Linked DNA regions of Mus musculus: regions 2, 3, 4 and 5 are each linked to region 1. The links are chromatin contacts, called in public ChIA-PET maps. All regions are on one chromosome and are shown on one strand. The core of a region is the stretch at or near the end of the contact, and the rest is flanking DNA. Distances in the headings are between cores, read along the strand shown. Region 1 overlaps Mtmr3 (myotubularin related protein 3). Region 2 holds the start of Rnf215 (ring finger protein 215). Region 3 holds the start of Nf2 (neurofibromin 2). Region 4 holds the start of Osm (oncostatin M). Region 5 overlaps Nf2 (neurofibromin 2).

Region 1 (3,653 bases), core at 859-3,358:
TCTGGCATTGTTCAGTTAAAAATTGATTTCCTTATGTGCTGTGCCCAATGCTTGGGGTGTCATAAGGAATAGCGTTTTACTGTGTATGTAGTTCTAGTGGGCAACCAGTGTAGTAGCATACTGTTTGGGGAGCCCCATGGGCCCTCCTGATTCATAGAAAGGTGGTACTGGGCCTTTTTGTTTTAGTGACCAATGAATTTTAGAAGCAGCTTGTGATGAGCTTAAAAAGTAAGCAGGTTTCCTTGTGGATTTTTAATTATATATATTCTTGGGTTTGAGTGACTCTGCTCCTAATACAATGTTCAGTTCTTTGAGATAAACAGAATTTTAAGAATTCTGTCCTGTTCTCTAGCCTGTCATGTGTTCAATCACCCTTACCCAACGACCTTGTCCAATATCCATCCTAGGATCAAGTCCTTTATATGGTGTCAACAAACAAATCACCCATAGCTAGTCACCTGTTCCCTATGCAGCTAGTGTAACCACCCAGGAGGCACCCTAGCTTTCACACGTTCTCCAGTGTATTCTTGTACTTTATTCTGTATGTACACTTCTTGTTCCCACTTTGCTTTAGAGCTTAAAGTGTACACATGCAAAAAGACTTTTTTGGGCACTGTCCTATGGAAGTCGGTCTGAACCTATAGGAGCATATATTATATATGTGATTGAGTGGCAAACTATTGATCATAAAAAGATAGTTATGGTGCTGAGAATACTAAATATATCACATGAAGCTGAGGCTCACAGAAATAATGACTTATCCTTATAGTCATAACTTTAGTATAGGCCTGGCATTCCTAATCCCCAAACTCACAATCTTAAGTGTTCCAAAGTCTGGGAAACAACAATGACAACAACAACAAACCACCCTAAAATCTGAACCCTGACATTTTGGTGAATTTTTTGGTAAGGGATGCGCCCACTTGAGCACAGAATAATCAGAACTCAGAGCTCCTACACTCAGAGCTCTGTTACTGCTTTATATCAGCACTTGTTTTTTCTTGAAGCCATTATTTGTACTTTTAGCCTGGTTGAATGAAAGCCTTTTATATAATATTTTCAATTTCCTTTTAATAATGTTTTGTAGCTGCTGAGGTCATTTGTTCCTATAGTCTGAGCACTGGGAAAGTTGAGGTAAAAAAGCTCTCTGCCAGTTCTGGGTTATAGTTTTGAGTTCCAGGCCAGCCTGGAACATATGAGACTATGTTAGAAAATCAAAACTAGGGGCTGAAGTGTTTGAGAGCACTTGTTGCTCTTGCAGAGGGCATGGGTTTGAAATCCAGCACCCTCATAGTGGCTCACAATTGTTTATAACTCTAGTTCCAGAGCATCTAGCACCCTCTTCTGATCTTAACAGCCATCAGGCACGCATGTGGTACATATACATGCATGCAAGAAAAATGCCCACACATGCAAAATAATTAAGAAAAACAAAAACAAAAAGCAAAACCAGAAAGGTCAACCAAAAACCTTATGTAGAAAAGTTTATTTTCCTAGCCTGATGTGGTAATGTATACCTGTAATCCCATTACTCAGAAGGTTGAAGGTCACAAATTTAAGGCTAGCGTGGGTTAACACAGCAAAACCCTGTTTTAGAACCAACTAGACTAAACCAAACCCAAACCAAATCCATCTAATTAGAAATGTTATATAAATGTTCTAAAAGTATGAAAATGGGAAGACTCTTTCTACTTCTTTTCCTTCTGAGATAGGCTCTCAGGTGTCACAGACTGGTCTCTGACTTACTGCGAGGCTGAGGTTAACCTTGACTTTCCAGTCTTTCTGTTCTACCTCCCAAGTGCTGGCTTGTAAGATGCGTCACTTTACCCAGTTCTGGGGGTCCTGGGATTGAACCTCAGGCCCTTGTGCATACTAAGTTGGCACTCTACCGTCTGCGCTGCATCTTCATTCATGGTCCGTATCCCACCCTTTCTAGAGGGATGGTCACTGTTGAGTAGCACTGGATCATTCTTCTGTGTACATACAAGTGTGCTTGATAGTAAATGTAGACATTGCTTATGTGTAATTTATCTTTTAAATATAACAGAGCATTCACAATTCTTACCAAGTTGAGGCCTGGCGTGATGATGTGCTCATAATCTCAGTGTTGAGGAGAAACAGGAAGGAGGATCATAAGTTTGAGGTCAGCCTTGGTTTCATTTCCTGCCTCAAAAGACAACATAAACAACAAAAGCAGCCTTCCAAAAGCAATCTAGTAAAGTAAATCCAATGACTGTGTTGGTGATTGTAGAAGAGTATGTATGTATACTCTTTAGCAGTGGTGACCCTTGTAGTCCTTTCTCCAAGGTTGTAGTTTTTCATTTAATAACTTGTTTTAAGACCCAGTACTACCAGAATAGTGATTTACATAGAGATACCAGGATAGCTTTTGTTGTTTATTTTAAAGACTTTTGGGGTAGTAATAGAAAAATGGTAACAGTTTAAATATCTGACCAGGTAATCAGTAGATTATGGTAGATGGAAATGTAATGAGTATTGAACTGTTGTCCAAATATATGCACCAATATAGGAAAGGTTTGATTTATTTTTAGAATCAAATAAATTGGAGAATAGTAAATACCCAATATTCACTCCCCTTTCACTTGTGGGGTTATGTGTGTTTTTATATGTGCATAGAGAAGTTTTTGAAACAAAAGAATAAAATAGTGGTGGCTGTCCTTCAGTGGGTAAAATGAAGTCCTTCCATTTCCACCAGCACCTAACAACTACTAATCTATTTTGTACTCCCTACTAGCAGTCTTAGCAGCTTTCATTGTTCTGAAACCCTGTCATGTGTCTGTTGTGCCTGGCTCTTTTCACTTTTCGGTGTAATGTGTTCAAGGTTCCTCATTCCTTGAAAGACCACAGCTGAGGAGCGCACTGTGCATGCAGCATGTGCATCTTGTTCAGCCATTCATCCGTGGTGGTTGTCTGCACTGTTTCTCACTCATTGGCTACTTTGAATAACTGCTATAAACACATAAATATAAATTTGAATGTATGCTTTGTTTTCTTGGTTAGGTATATGAGAATATGTTTTCTAGTTTGAGGATGAACCTGGCAGTTTTCAAAGAGGCAGTGAACTATTGTACATTCTTGCTAGCGTTGTGAGGGGATAATCGTTTACTTTTTACATCTGTAATTTAACAGTTTCTTAAGAAGAACATGTAGTACTATTACAGCTAAAATAGAAAGGTCCTTTAAACTTCTTACTAAACTAAGTGTAATGACTCAGTGTCTTCTTCCCTTTGTGCTGAGAGTGTAGCTGTTGATGGTTCTCATTGAGGTGCTGCATTCCCCACTGTCTCCTGAGATTGCTCCTGTTTGGTCTCCACAGCTCTAAAGGGAACTGTGTAAGCACTTCTTTAGTTCCTCCTGTTACAAACTATCCATGATCTTGGTTTATGAATTTGGAATTCCTATAGAGACTTTGTTTTCTTGGTTGATTAAAACAGCACATGTGCCGGGCGTGGTGGCACATGTCTTTAATCCCACCACTTGGGAGGCAGAGGCAGGCAGATTTCTGAGTTCAGTTCAAGGCCAGCCTGGTCTACAAAGTGAGTTCCAGGACAGCCAGGGCTACATAGAGAAACCCTGTCTCGAAAACCCCTCAAAACCCCAAAAACAACAACAACAACAACAACAACAAAAAA
Region 2 (3,653 bases), core at 419-2,918, 400 kb after region 1:
ATCAGACCACCCAGAACAAACGGAACTCACTGCAGAAGGGCCTCCAACAGCTTGGTGACATTGGAGGAGTAATGGAGAACAATCACTGGCCTCAGCAGAAGCTGGGATACATCCAGCTGCAGGAGACAGGCAGGGTCAGCAGGCTTCCGGCCCCTGTCCCCTCACCTGCTCACCCTCACAGTCCAAGCCAGGTTACCTCTCGGACCACACTGTGGTTTAAGATGAGGAGAAGCAGGGCAGAGGCTCCCAGGAAAAGGGCTCGACGCATCTGCAAGGGAAGACGGAAGGTGGGAGGCTGTCACACACCTGCCTTACCCACGGCCCCAGCTCTCAGGAGCCCGACATCTGGATAGACTAGCTATAAGCTCCCTGAAGTCAAGCCAAAGCTAAGGGATGGTTTTGGAGGCCGAAGAGATAATGACAGCCAAAGGCAACACACGATGGTTGTGGACTAAGGCAATATTTAGTTATGGAACATAGATCACAACATTTTATAGATGCTAACTTTCCTACACCATAGTTACATAAAGAATATTCTTGATTTTAAGAAATTTGTACATTATCATGTGTGTGAGAAACTTATGCTCCTTTCATTCTGTAGGATCCAAAATTCTTTTCATTGGCCCTAGTCCTAGCAAAGCAGCTCTCCACCCTTGCCAGCTCCTATCACCAGAGCAGGTCCACTTTCCCCAGCAAGTCTCTCCACCTCCTCCCCATCACACTGCTTTGATGCTCCATACTGGTGTTTGCTGACCCACTCGGGCCCAGGGCTTCTCTGGAAAGGCTCCTCATAGGCCACCTGTTAGCCTGGCTCTAGCAGATGTTTCGAATGCATTTTCTTTCTCCCCTTCCCTCAAACACCCTTTGCACCTGCTGGACCAGAGCCTTGGGATATGCCTTCTGGCTACTGCCTTGATTCTCTTGGTGGAACTGGGCGACCTGCTCTTTGCCCACATATGCCACTGCAATCCAGCCATCTACGGGTATCTCTTGCTCAGCATCCACGACATCCATCTGTGTAACGAGGAGCCATGAAAAGAAGGAGGCAAGGGGAATAGAAGAGGCAGCCCGGGTCTGCCACAAAGCACGCAAGGTCAGGGTACGGGTACGGGAATGAGTGTGGAAGGGGCATGTGGCTGTCAGGTTTGCCAACTCCTGAAGGCTGGGAAGTAGTAGCATTCTGGGCTGTCAAGGGCTAGCTTCTGGATGAAGACAGCGGGGTCTATCCGAGGGTCATGGCAAGTTTAGGCGGGGCTGAGCTCACCAGCAGCAGGCGGCCACCCAGCAGAGGTTCCGGACCGTCTTCCGGACCGATTCTGACGCCCTCCAAAACCAAGGCGTCCTGCCGCGGCAGTTTCACATCCACTCGCACTGAGCGGGCTCCGCCCCGTCCCTCCCCGGTCGCCGGCTCGCTGCCGTCCGCCGCCGCTCCCGGGCCCATCAGGCCCAGCCACAAAGGCAGCAGAGGCAGCAGTAGCAGCAGCGGCGACGGCGGCGATGGGGGAGGGGGCGGCAACGAAGGCGACCTCAGCGCGGGGCGATCGGCAGAGCCCATGATCCGACCGGAGAGGTGGCGAGGCCGTAGTCTAAGGTCCCGGGGACCGGGAGAACAGAGTGAGCCAGGCCGCGCCGGACAGGGCGGGGCTCGGCACCGGGAGGGGCGGGGCCGCAGCCGGAGGGGGCGGTGCGGGGAGGGGGGGGCTGAGTTGGTGCTTGACAGCGAGAGCGCCTCCTGGTGGCTCCTGAGAAACCTAATGTAGGAGGCCTGAGGAGCTGCGATGGAGCAAATACCTTAGAGCCTTGGAGAGCTCACCAAGTTGTCTGTCAGTGGAGATAGGTGCGGTTGTCTCAGGATTGGAGAAATGTAGGGGCGAGGGAGGTATAAGGGTCTGGGCTGATTGACCTACGGTGTTGTCAAGGCTATGTCTCATCCTCCTCTGGGTCAGTGTTCTTTCATGGGATCAGCGAGCAGGCTGCAGAGAATCACAGAAAGCAGATGGGGAGACTGAGGCCATGGTTTTAAAGGAGCAGGGAGGAGGGCTGGGCACACGAAGCTGTACAAACCAGGCAGAGCCATAGTGGCACGGAGCACTGGGCTGTCCTCGCCTGTAAAATGGACTTGATCTAAACCTGCACTGCCTTGCTTCTAACATGATCGCCAGTGCTTACTGGAATGAGAAGGTTCCGCTTTTGTCCGAAAATTTGTCCTTCAGCCCAGAGGTTTGTGGTTGCTGGTAGCTGGCTCAATCTGAAACCTGAGCCTTTTACAAATTGTACCCTGATAAAAGGGCAAAGAGCTAATGAGCTGCAACACCCCCTCCCACTTTGTAATAAAATATTAAAATCTACAGAAAATAGAAACCTGGTTAGCCACCAGGATGCAATGACTAAAATATTCCCAGAAGGAGACAGAGATGTAGAGAAGAAGCTCGGCTGGCCTGCAAACAGGGAATTGACATAAAATCAGTCAGCACATATGTAAAATTGGTTGTCAGAGGAGGTATTGCACTTGGGGACCTGGGAGGAGGTGCTATGGCTTGCTCTTTGCTAAATCACAACAAAGTTAGGTACCACCGGGAAAAGACGTGAAATTGGACCCCTACTGCACCGTGCATAAGGAAAACCATGTGAATTAAAGACTCAAATACAACTTTAACATTTTAATAGAGAACACGATTTTGATGATTTCAAGTGCTTGAGAGCTGTTTGTTTGTTTTTTTGGTCTTGTTTTTTTTGTTTGTTTGTTTTTGTTTTTGTTTTTTTGTTTTTTCAAGACAGAGTTTCTCTGTGTAGCCCTGGCTGTCCTGGAGCTCACTTTGTAGACCAGGCTGACCTCCGACTCAGAAATTTTCCTGCCTCTGCCCCCCAAGTGCTGGGATTAAAGGTGTGCGCCACCACACCCGGCTTGTTTGTTTTTAATGACAGAAAAACTACATTATGATGGGCATGCCTGTAATCCCAGCACTTGGGAGGGTAAAGCAGGAGTTTGAGACCAGCCTATTATACAGTGAGACCCTCTTTAAAAAAAAAAAAAGATGTTAAATGACGTGTGTAGCAACTGGAGAGATGGATCAGTAATTAGAGCACTGGCTGCTCTTTCAGAAGATCTGGGTTTAATTCCCAGCACCCACATGGACTGCGAGTTCACAATTGCTTGAGAGTCTCAGAGGATCTGTCGCCCTCTTCTGGCCATTGTAGGCTACTGCATGTGTATGGTACACTTCATGCCTGTGCAGCAGGCCAACACTCATAGAATAAAATAAAAATGAAAAAAGTTCTTACATAGAAAATAGGGTTGGTAGGATGTCTCAGTGGGTAAAGCCTGGTGACCTGAGGGCCTGTGTTTTATCCCTGGGACTCATATGACAGAAGAAGAGAGCCAACTCCTGCAGTGTCCTTTGGCCTTCACCCATGACTTGACATTCCCCCACTCACATCCATATTTTGACGTACATTTCCACACATGTGCCATGATACATGCGATCTCCTTGCATGCAGAACTAGATATAAAAATGTGCTGGGCAGTTTTATATCAACCTGACACAAGCTGGAGTCATATGAGAGGAGAGAACCTCAGTTAAGAAAATGCCTCCAAGCCAAGCAATGGTGGCCCACACCCTAATCCCAGCACTCAGGAGGTAGAGGCGGCTGGA
Region 3 (3,653 bases), core at 332-2,831, 310 kb before region 1:
GGCTATGGTTTTAAGAGAGGCTGAGGAAGAGGACATGCTCAGGGGTTCTAGGATACCCCAAATAACACAGGAAGACCCTGTCTCAAAAACAAACAAATAGACATACAAAGGTTGGAAAGGTGGTTTAGTGCCTAAGAGTAAATGTTGCTTTCGCAGAGGACCCAGGTTCAGTTTCCAACACCCATGCAGTAGCTAAGGACTGAATTACAGTTTCAGGGGCTTTGGAACCCTCTTTTGACATGTGTGCCAGGTATACATGCAATGCACATATGTGCTGTAAAACATTTATATACATAAGATAAAAAAAAAAAAACAAAACTGTGGTGCTTTGACTAAGAACGGTCCCATAAGCTTATATTTGAATGCTTGGTCACCAAGGAGTGGCCCTATTTGAAAGAATTAGAAGGCTTAGGAGGTGTGGTCTTGTGGAAGGAAGTCTATCATTAGGGGTGGTTTTTGAGGTTTCAAAAGCCCATGCCAAATGGTTGTCTTGCTTTCCAAGCCTGCAGATCAGGATATAGCCATCTCTCAGCTACTGCTCCAGTACCATGCATGCCACCATGCTCCCTACCATGCTGATAATGGACTAAACATCTGAAACTGTAAAGAAGAAAAAGTCCCCAATTAAATGTTTTCTTTGATACGAGTTGCTGTGGTCATGGTGTCTCTTCACAGCAGCAGTGCCTGGGGAATGTATCTTTAAAACAAGTAAAAACTCTACAAATCCCCAGAAAGTTGAAATTTTCCTAAGCATATTATACATTTGATGACGTTAAGCTACAAGTACTCCAAGTATGTAGCTTGGAAATTAAAACAAAACAAAACAAAAAAACCAAACAAAGGAACAGAGGGTAAAATGAAAATTCTTGCCGGGCAATAGTGGCGCACACCTTTAATCCTCAGCACTTGGGAGGCAGCAGCAGGCGAATTTCTGAGTTCGAGGCCAGCCTGGTCTACAGAGTGAGTTCCAGGACAGCCAAGGATACAGAGAGAAACCCTGTCTCGAAAAACTCAAAAAAAAAAAAAAAAAAAAAAAAATAAATAAAATTAGCTTTCTATATGTATTAAGCAAGTTTCAATTCCTCAACCACCTAGTAAGGTAAGGACTATCATGAATTCTGTGGTTATTCTAATTCTCTTAAAAAGAAGTTGAAGGATCTGGCAGGCAAGTCGGGGCAACTTAAGCGGCCTCACTTCGTGTTTTTAAAGTTTGAAAAATATTGAGTCAGCATATATAATTAAGTGTCAAAAAGGAATTTCGGCCGGATGTCCCAGATACGACTGAAGCTCTGGTAAGACGCTATAAATGGGATCTCTCACTGACTGCAACAGTACCTCGTGCGGTGCAGTCCCGGCCTCTACAGGTTTCCCGGGAAAGGCGCCGCCCGCTCCTTCTCAACCAGTCTTGCTAGAGTAGGAGTATACTTTAGGAACAAAAGCGCTCGGAGTGACCGCATCTACAGCCACTCAACGCCGAGAACAGACCGGCGGCCCTCGTTCAGTGCAACTTTCAATTGGTGGAGTAGGCCTCCAGGAGGCGGGACGAAGCGGAAGTCCCGCTTCCTTTGGCGTTCCTGCCAATCACAGTATCTTAGAGAAAAAAGTGTTAGGGTGAGTCGCTGAGTAGCGTAGTGGGAGTCCGGAGGGCGGGGCGGGGCGGGGATCCGGCAGGTCGCTGAGGTGGGGGTTGGTAGAGGACGCTTCCCGAGGGCGCGCGGAGCGGAGCTGGTGACAGACACGCACGCGCGTGTGCGCTCCCAACTACTGCGCGGCCCCGCGACCCTCGGGGGTCGCTGAGAGGCCCGGCGTCGGCGCCGCAGCCGTCTAGGATTTCTGTCCAAAGGCGTCCCTGGCGTCCCCAGCCCGAAGCTCCAAGCTCGGGGCTGCGCGTGCTTTTGCCGGCATCTCCCCCCGACCCCCCCGTCGTCAGAGACTGTCCCTTAACTCATCTTTCCGCACCCACAGCCGGGTCCTCGCGGCCCATGCTGGCCGCTGGGGACCCAGGCAGCCTAGGTCTGTCTCGGGCCGGCCAGCCGGCCACCATGGTGGCCCTGAGGCCTGTGCAGCTACTCCAGGGGGGCTAAGAGACCCAGAACGCGGGCCTAGGGGTGAGGGGATCCAAGGCCGGTACCTCGCGCCATGGCCGGAGCCATCGCTTCTCGCATGAGCTTCAGCTCACTCAAGAGGAAGCAGCCCAAGACATTCACGGTGCGGATCGTCACCATGGACGCCGAGATGGAGTTCAACTGCGAGGTAACCGGCCGCCGACCCCGACGGGCTGTGAGTGGAGAGCCGCGGAATCTCTGCCTGTCTGGTGGCAGCGACGCGGGTCCCTACCCATGGGGTGCCCTCGCTGTGGTGACAGTCGAAGTGCAAGCTTAAGGGATTCCGTATATATCATTATCTGGAACCGGAAGAGGCTTTCTAGGGCCAGATCACAAGTTAAAGCTAGTTGTTTGTTTGCTTGTTTGTTAAAGTGGGGTTCTTGGTTTTGGCATTTCCCGAAGGTTATTTTCATTCATTTGTTATTGGGAAACACTGGAATCTTCCGTAGAAACGAACCGGTGTGCAGTGTGTAGAACTCGCGCCTAAAACTCCAGGGAGTTTTTCGCTAGGTATTAACTGTGTACCCTAGGTCTTAAAAGTTACATCTAGTTATATTGGAAGCTCGTACTTTTCCCTGTTCCAAAATTTTCAGTTTCTGGAAAAAACTCTTTGAGGAAAGAGTGTCTTACATTTACTCTTTATAGTTTCTAACATGATGATAATAGCTATCATTTTGTTGAAGAGTGTGTATGTGAGTGAGTGTGTGTGTGTGTGTGTGTGTGTGTGTTTGTGTTTTCAGGGCCTTGTGTATGCTAGGCATGCACCCCATCACTGGGTTGTATCCACAACCCTGAACACTTGCTAAGTGTCAGACATTTACACATTTGACTCTCAAAAAACAAACAAACAAAAAAGCAAAGCAACAACAAAAAAGCCAGTCAGATAGGTCCTGTGCCACTGGAATATACTTGGTTTGCTTCCCTAGCCTATTGCTTTTAAAATCCTTGGAATCGCCAAAGTATTCGTTTTCTTTTTGTGTGTTAATGAGCTGGATGCTGTTGCCATGCTATAGTAGTTTTAGAATTCAGCCTGGTTCCCAGAAAGGATCTTTAAGGTTGGGACTTCTCAGTTCTTCCCTTAAGACTGAAGGATCAGCCAATGATTTAACCGACAATGCCTATATAATTAAGCATCCATAAACTGAAAGGATATGGCTTAGAGAGCTTCCATCTGAACATGTGCTCTAGTAGTGGTATAGTATAAACTATAGTAGTAGTATGAACTCTGCACCGTTTCCCACATGCCTTACCGTATACATTTTAAAAGATCTTATAAGCTGGGCAGTGGTGGCACACACCTTTAAACCCAACACTTGGGAGGCAGAGGCAGGTGGATTTCTGAGTTTGAGGCCAGCCTGGTCTACAGAGTGAGTTCCAGGACAGCCAGGGCTACACAGAGAAACCCTGTCTTGAAAAAAAAGGTCTTATAATATCGTGTGCCCCTTTTAATATCCTATGAAAAATAGGTAAATGTGAGTGTTTTTGCCTAAGTTCTGTGAGGTGTAGTACTAAATTAGCTGAACCCAAAGAGGGAGTTGTGGAGTTGTG
Region 4 (3,653 bases), core at 782-3,281, 300 kb after region 1:
GGCGCACGCCTTTAATCCCAGCACTCGGGAGGGAGGCAGAGGCAGGCAGATTTCCGAGTTCGAGGCCAGCCTGGTCTACAAAGTGAGTTCCAGGACAGCCAGGGCTACACAAAGAAACCCTGTCTCGTAAAACCAACTGGGAGCGGAGCAGCTCTGCCGTCCCTAGAATGCCTCAGTTTCCCCTCCTGCCCCTTCCTGGTCCTCCATGTGTTCACTCTCTCACTAGTCCCCAAGATTCTCTGAGGTTCAGGTACCCTAAGGGCTGAGGCTTACATAGGGCTCCAAGAGTGATTCTGTGTTCCCCGTGAGGTTCGCCTGATTCTGCAGCTGGCTGAGGAGCTGAGAGGAAGAGTTGGAGCAGCCACGATTGGCCAGTGCCATGCTCAGGATGAGGAGACTGAGGGTCAAACCTGGGCAGAGAAGAGCGCATCAGTTACCTGACTGGTGGTTGTCCAGCCCAGGGGAGGAGCTGGGCACACAGTAGGGTCTGGGTTTGCACAGAAGCACTCACTGGGGCTACCACCTTCCACCATAAACCAAACAGGGTGAAGGAGATGGTGGTGGCTGCAATTTCCCTGCAGCTCTTCGGGGAGAGGTTGGGTTGTAGCCTCCAGCATCCCTGTCCTGACTTTATGGCATAACGAACAGACAAGAGAGTCCTCTATAAGATATCTGGCCTCATACAAGGGTTAGCTCTGTCCTAAGACTGACAGGTTAAGTTCCTGACTACTTTATAGACCTTAACATTCCCTGTAGGCAGAATAGAGTTGACCAGGGGTCTGTCCTGAGGTGCAGCCCCAGGGCAGCAGGTCACCTAAGCTCTTTTCACAGAGCCAGAAAAAGCACCTCTCCACTCACTGGGCCAGCCAGTGCTGACGGCCATTCTGCTGAAAGGTGAGCAAGATGCGAGAGGAAAGCCTGTCCAGGTCACCCATGCTCAGCACTCGCCCTGCCCTTCCTGCCACCGACACACGAACCCCTAACACACGCACACACCAGGACTGCTGGGAGCCCAGGAGAAGGTTGTAGGGGTGAGGGCAGATGATCATAGTTCCAGCTCGCAGGCCCCCACCCTCACAGGCACCGGCAGCCACGTGGTCGGAAGGGGCCTGTGGTGCAATGGCCCGGAAGGCTACGACACCATCCTTCCCTTCCTACAAACCAACCAGCCCCACCCCACCCCACCCCCTCGCCCCTGGGGAGGGCCTGTAGCCCAGGCGTGCCAACCACAAGTCCCCTCCCCATCTTCCCCCGTGTCTGCAGCTACACTGCCAGTGAGGGTCCACAGCGAGCTTGTAACAGGTGCACATGGACCAGTGCCTGTGGGGGTGTGCCCGTAGACCTAGGTGAGGCACTGCAGTACCTGCCCCGGTCACCGGGGGTTCTGGTCTGCAGGTGAGACTTCCTACCTTACTGAGAGGGAGGACCTGTTCCCACATAGATGGCTCTGCTTGCCTGTCCCCGTGTGGGTGTGGCTGTATGAGTGGCGGGATGATCTAAGGACCTCTGGCTTGGCTGACTTTGCATCTGCCCCAGACCCCGAGAATTGAATCAGAGCAAGAAGTGAGCCCCTTGCTCCATTTCCGCGCAGATCTGGAACTTCCTTCTCTGCTCATCCCCTACCTGCCTTGGGCTTCTCCAGACTCTTCTCACTCTTTCTCCTCTTCCCTCATGCCCTGGTCCCCGGCATGGTCTCTCTCACGCCTCCCTCTGGAATACCTTCCAGAAATACTACGTTTCCACCTGTGGCTATGCTGGGGTCTCAGTGGATCCCTGCCCTACTAGTTCTCCCTCTCGTCCACATCCTTCACTTGATCTACAGCTCCCAAGGGCAGAGGGTGCCTACAGCAGCCAGTTGGCCCAGCTGCGCCCTGGGATGGTAGAAAGGAAGGAAGTACTTACTGAGCAGTGTTCTTAGAAGCCGTGTCTGCATACTGGGTCCTGGTACTCTGGCCCGTGCCTCTCAGGGGTGACACAGCTTGGCTGGGTGTCCTGCAGGCTGGCAGCCACTTTATGCCCGACGGGGCGATTGGCCAACATCTCGTGAGGTGGGTGGGGAGGGGGAGGGGGAAGGGCAGGCCTTCTGGGAACATGACCCCAAAAACCAAAGTCTCCCCAGGCGGCCAATGGGCGCCATGCGCCATGACATGCCCGCTCCTCCTCCCGTTTTCTTCGAATTCGTTCTTCGAGGTCAGCCCCACGCCCAAGGATGATGTAAACCGCAGCCTCAGCCTTCTTGGGGTGAGCGGGCAGCACGGGGGTCCGTATCATCTTCAGGGATCAGTCCAGGGGTCAGAGCACGACTTGCAAGGGAGGCCACCCCTGGTCCAGAAACTACCAACCTCCTAGGACACGAAGGTTTAGGGCTAAAGGGAGCCAGACATCTTCCTTGTTGAGTGCCCTTCCCACCCTCTCGCTTGGGCTGTCGGGACATCTGTGAGCGGAAACCACCAGGCTCTGGGCACAGAGCCAGACTTGGGCCCCAAAGATTGTGCCTCTAATCCCAGGTCAGCATCTTCTAGCCCAACTCATTTCCATTGTCTCTATTAACTGTCCTCGCCCAGCCTTCCCAATCCCAGATCCTCTCTCTGTAGACAGGGTCCTTTAGGACCCTTGGAGCAAGAGAAATTAGAGAACGGGTTCAAAGCTTGTGACACGCTGTGTCGCTGTGTTGTCTGAGGCAAGTCACTCAGCTACTTTGAGCCCCACCTGAGAAAGCGAGAGAGAAAAGCACTCCTTGGTTCACCCCTCAAGGTCACTGCCAACATGGACATAAAAGGCAAAAAAGCCTTTGAAGAAAAAAGAAAAGACTAGGCTTGAATTCCAAGTACTGGTTTTCAGGGGATGGGATGGAGGGGGCGGGGGAGACCGGGAAGCTGTGAGCTCAGAGGGGAAGCTGGAGGGAGGGGTGGGGGAGCTGCGACAGTTGGACACAAGGTTTCACTTTCTCTGAAAGATAGCGATCCATCATGGGTGGGTCTTCTGCTTCTCCGCACTGAGGGACTGAGGCCCAGGCTGAGCCAGATCCACAGGCCATGCTTGGAAGCCACAGCACATCTGCCAAGCTAGAATGAGCATCCTTAGGCTGTACCTGCTGTTGGCCCTCATATATTCATTCAACAACCCCCCCACTCCCTATCCAGGAGGCGACTGTGCCCCCATCCACATATTCTCTGCACCTAGCAGAGTGTCCCCCTTGTTAGCAACTCCCCAGTACAGTCTAGACTAGATCCTTCTGAAGTCTTCATTTCCTCCTACTGAATTTCTTACCTCTGCCCACTCCAGGGTGCTGTTCCCTAGGGCCCTGGTCAGGGATCCTTCTGCATTTCATATCCGTGATGTCATCCTGGGACAGTCCCTATACCCCTACACTCAAGCTCTCACTGTGATAAGGAGACAGAGGGAAGCTCCAAGCAGCCCCAGATCTAGCCGGAGAGTGTTATGTCGTGCTTCTCGGAACCCATATGTTGGCAAGAGACCCTCCTTCACCTCAGTTGTTCCTTCCTCTCTCCCATGGACCATACACTACCTCCTCTGTTTAGAATAAAGGTGCCAAGGGGTGACTTGCCCTGTTGGAGGACACCTGCACAGTTGGGGGAGGTGTCCAGAGCCGGATGGCGTGGTACACATTTGTAATCTCTATTTCTCTAGAG
Region 5 (3,653 bases), core at 638-3,137, 270 kb before region 1:
GGTGTACAAACCCGGTGCGCTCGGTGGCAGTTTAGCTGAACACTGTCTGGAGCCCTTTGTTTTTGCATTCAGGCATGTGTTGATGGCACTTAGAATCCCTGCATGCTTTCCCCTTTACAGAAAGCTCTGCAGTGCACAGTCTCATCTTGGTACACAAGTCCAGAGGGTGAGTTGTGTTTTGGTAGGTGACACTAAGGAAAATTTTTTACCTTTTGGCACATGTCCATCAGCAGTATTAGAATGTTCCTATTGCCCTATGTTTTTAGTCAATCTGCAATTTTACTAAATTAAAATTAAAACACAATCTGGGTGGTAGTGGCACAAACTTTTTATCCCAGCACTCAGGAGGCAGAGGTAGGTGTTCTCTGTGAGTTGAGGCCAACCTGGTCTATAGAACGAATTCCAGGACAGCCAGGGCTACACAGAGAAACCCTGTCTCAAATAAAATAAAACACTAAAATGTATAGTTTGTTTTAAGTATTCCCTTGGTAGTTTCAGCTATTGATCATCTCTGTGTTAGGCGCCCTACCCCAGTCCTTCAAATCAGCTTCCTGCTATATTTTTTTCTTCAGATTTATTTTGTGTATATGGCTATTTTTCCTACATGTATGTCTGTGTACCATGTGCATGCAAGGTGACTGAGGAGGCCGGAAGAGGGCACTGGAACTGAATGGTTGTGGGACTCTGGTGGGTGCTAGGAATTACTAGGCCCTCATGAAGAGCAGTCAGTGCTCTTAACACTGAGCCATCTCTCTAGCTCCTGTATCTTTATTTTTTGTTTATACCCACCAAATAGACAGATTTTGAGTATACTACTTGATTATTTACCACAAAATGGTAAGTAAGAACTAGACGATGACTCAGAGATACCTATTTCACCAATTTCTTTCTTTTTCTTTTTGAGTCATTATCTAGAGCTGACTATGTGTTCTCCAGGCTGGCCCTCACCCACGGAAATCTACCTGCCTCTGCTCAGTGCTGGCATTAAAAGCTTGTGTAACCGTGCCCAGCCCAGTTCCCCCAATTTCTAATTAGTGCTCACATCGATTAGTTTTGCCCTCCCTTACTGTCCATTGTTATATTACTATTTTGTAGCACTGAGGATGAAATACAAGGTCTCTCACATGCTAGGCAAGTAACTATTCTGCCACTGAGCTGCACCCATAAGCCACCATCAACCATTTTTAAACTTTAGATAAATAAAACCAATTTCTATTTTTAGTGCCACCTTTTCCTCAAGATCATCTTGTGAGATTTGAGTGCATGGCGTGTAGTGATATTTTCCCTCATTTTCATGACTGTGCAGAATTCCAGTATATTACTATAACAGATTATTTATCCCTTCTACTGTTGAAAGACTCCTAGGTTGTTGGGTTGTTTCTTGGTTTTTGCTGTTATAGGTAATGTTGAATAGTTTCCCAAAGTAATTGAATCACTTTGCATCAGCAGTGTATGTGATTTCTGGTTCTTCCGCCTGCCTGCCAACACTTGGCATTCTCTCAGGGTGAATTTTTAAATCCATTCGAGAGTGTTTCGAGATGAGAGAGAGGACAAGAACAAGGTCACAGGGAAGCTTGAGTTAAATACTTCAGTACTTTTACCTCTCAGGGAGTTTTCTGCAAGTCACTGCTGCATCCAGAGCTTGCTTTAAGCTCGACTTACAACACAGAAGCATTCACCTACTGGCCTGGGTTTTATGGCTCAGATAGTTCTTGCCTTAATCTTCAGCAGTAACCCAAGAGATAAAACCAGGAAAGTGGGTGTTGTCAGCTTCTAGAGAGGCCCCTTCATTACTGAAGCTCTAGGTTAAGGAAGTACACAGAGACAGGCAGTGACTTCGTGCATTTGAGGTCGGAAAGAATGAATGCACTGTGGCTTTGTTTTTTCTTTCTGCCAATGCCGGGGATGGAACCTAGAGCTTTGCGCATGCGGAGTGAGTGCTTTGCTGCTGAGCTACACTCCCAGCCCCCACGTTCTTTTTTTTAAATCACTTGAGACAGATGTCACTATTTACCAAGGCCAGAGTGTGAAATTGAAGCCAAGAGTCAGTGTAATGAATCTGTTTTCTTATTTTCACGGGGATGGGAATCTCTGGGTTGAGAAAAGTGTTGCTGTGTCTGGTCTGTCTCATCTTCTGCAGGTCCCTTCTATCTCACCAGAGGCATGCTCAGAATATTTGACTTGGCAAGAGTCTGTCCTTCATCCTTGTCACTTAGCCCTAATAATGGTGTCTTCTATTCTCCTCACAGGGATGAAGCTGAAATGGAGTATTTGAAGATAGCTCAGGACCTGGAGATGTATGGTGTGAACTACTTTACAATCCGGGTGCGTTGACTCCTTCCCCAGTTCCCTGGCTCTCAGAAAGACTGAGTCGAGGCCACACAGGCAGATGGGTCACTTCCTCATCCCAGGGTGCTTAGAGTCTTTATGGTTCAGTAGTAAAGAAGAAACGGGAAGACAAGGTCGAGAGCCTGGTTTCATTTGGGGCTTCGAATTAGATCAGAAATAGATCAAATTAAGTGTCATTGGTACCCTGAGGGACTCAGGCCCGGTTCTCTTCTTAGCAGAGACCTGTTGGAATGCTGGCCATGTAATGTTTGATTATTCCGGCCTCTTGGGAAATCCAAGGAGCACCTGGAAATAATGTCTTTCCCCGGGGCCCACTGCTCTTAGAGATTCCTAATTTGTTTGGGTGGAACTCTTGTTCTCACTGTGAGGCTAATTAGTTTTCTATTCAGACCATTAATGGTCTGCAGGCCTCCGGGAACCATGCCTCTGCAGAGAAAGGCATTTGTGTTCTGTTCAGGTCTGGCCCTAGAGCGTGTTTCTCGCTCGTTGGGGGATTTGGCTGCTGGCTGCGGTATTCATGGCTTCCTCCAGAGGAGCACATGCCAAGTACCGGGCTTTTCCTCACTGCTGGGTGGCGGGTGCCAGGAAGCTTGGCTACAGAGGAGTAGCCATTGAAGGTCAGCTGCAGCCATCCCCTGGACTATCCCACAAACTCTTTGCTTCCCCCTTTTGGGGTCCTACAGACAGCCTTTATGTTAACGTTGAGTAAATTGAATTAAGCATGATTTCAGTATTCTAGGATAGCTTTCTACTTAATTTGTTTCCTAAATGCAGGTTTTTGTGGATTTTTTTTTTTTTTTTTTTTTTTTGCATTAAAAATCAGGGCATAAGCCGGGTGTGGTGGTGCACGCCTTTAATCCCAGCACTTGGGAGGCAGAGGCAGGCAGATTTCTGAGTTCAAGGCCAGCCTGGTCTACAGAGTGAGTTCCAGGACAGCCAGGGCTACACAGAGAAACCCTGTCTCAAAAAAAACCCAAAAGGCTGGTGAGATGGCTCAGTAGCTAAGAACACTGACTGCTCTTCCAAAGGTCCTGAGTTCAGGAACCACATGGTGGCTCACAACCACCGGTAATGAGATCTGACGCCCTCTTCTGGTGTCTGAAGACAGCTACAGTGTACTTATGTATAACAATAAATAAACATCTTAAAAAAAACTTTAAAAACAAAACAAAAAACAAACAAACAAACAAAAAAACCAGGGCACACTGAAATGTACTACCACAATAAGCAAGGGCCTAAAAGATATTTTACTTGTAGCAGGACCTGAGTTCAAGTCCCAGCTCGTGGTTTGGGAGGCTCACAAT

What was found. ChIA-PET counts read pairs in DNA pulled down with a chosen protein or histone mark.
Region 2: a contact with region 1 is called in an RNA polymerase II ChIA-PET map of memory CD8 T cells, with 16 read pairs. The contact joins the promoter of Rnf215 here to the enhancer-like site in region 1. A contact is called at or near these places in 2 of 39 promoter capture datasets (hematopoietic stem and progenitor cells and liver), 1 of 15 datasets of contacts at CTCF or cohesin (large pre-B cells) and 1 of 115 datasets of contacts at active chromatin or transcription factors (memory CD8 T cells).
Region 3: a contact with region 1 is called in an RNA polymerase II ChIA-PET map of memory CD8 T cells, with 175 read pairs. The contact joins the promoter of Nf2 here to the enhancer-like site in region 1. A contact is called at or near these places in 5 of 484 Hi-C or Micro-C datasets (embryonic stem cells, myocytes, neural progenitor cells and 1 more), 11 of 115 datasets of contacts at active chromatin or transcription factors (the 230-238 cell line, the SCID.adh cell line, bone marrow-derived macrophages and 8 more) and 3 of 9 other capture datasets (adipose tissue, liver and pancreatic islet).
Region 4: a contact with region 1 is called in an RNA polymerase II ChIA-PET map of memory CD8 T cells, with 208 read pairs. The contact joins the promoter of Osm here to the enhancer-like site in region 1. A contact is called at or near these places in 2 of 39 promoter capture datasets (the 3T3-L1 cell line and maxillary cranial neural crest), 4 of 115 datasets of contacts at active chromatin or transcription factors (bone marrow-derived macrophages, memory CD8 T cells and thymic regulatory T cells) and 3 of 9 other capture datasets (adipose tissue, embryonic stem cells and liver).
Region 5: a contact with region 1 is called in an RNA polymerase II ChIA-PET map of memory CD8 T cells, with 12 read pairs. The contact joins two enhancer-like sites. A contact is called at or near these places in 1 of 115 datasets of contacts at active chromatin or transcription factors (memory CD8 T cells) and 2 of 9 other capture datasets (adipose tissue and pancreatic islet).

What each region holds. Positions count from the first base shown.
Region 1 is chr11:4,535,321-4,538,973 of GRCm38.p6, reverse strand. The region is part of intron 1 of Mtmr3 (myotubularin related protein 3); the gene reads left to right. Among named protein-coding and RNA genes, the nearest start is that of Mtmr3, 58 kb to the left of the region's middle. Within about 2 kb of position 2,108, at least 42 of the 459 cell types and tissues checked have an H3K27ac peak or open chromatin away from gene starts, as enhancers often do. A contact at or near this core is called in bone marrow-derived macrophages, memory CD8 T cells and microglia, where this site is marked.
Region 2 is chr11:4,133,175-4,136,827 of GRCm38.p6, reverse strand. It overlaps Rnf215 (ring finger protein 215), which reads right to left and starts at 1,668. Exons shown (of 9, transcript NM_027859.3): 1 at 1,265-1,668; 2 at 871-1,014; 3 at 197-268; 4 at 31-116. The coding sequence starts at 1,555.
Region 3 is chr11:4,847,472-4,851,124 of GRCm38.p6, reverse strand. It overlaps Nf2 (neurofibromin 2), which reads left to right and starts at 1,581. Exons shown (of 17, transcript NM_001252250.1): 1 at 1,581-2,253. The coding sequence starts at 2,140.
Region 4 is chr11:4,235,163-4,238,815 of GRCm38.p6, reverse strand. Osm (oncostatin M) reads right to left here and starts at 2,031. Exons shown (of 3, transcript NM_001013365.2): 1 at 1,903-2,031; 2 at 274-410. The coding sequence starts at 1,933.
Region 5 is chr11:4,802,350-4,806,002 of GRCm38.p6, reverse strand. Nf2 (neurofibromin 2) reads left to right here. Exons shown (of 17, transcript NM_001252250.1): 7 at 2,250-2,325. Among named protein-coding and RNA genes, the nearest start is that of Nf2, 45 kb to the left of the region's middle. Within about 2 kb of position 1,887, at least 94 of the 459 cell types and tissues checked have an H3K27ac peak or open chromatin away from gene starts, as enhancers often do. A contact at or near this core is called in memory CD8 T cells, where this site is marked.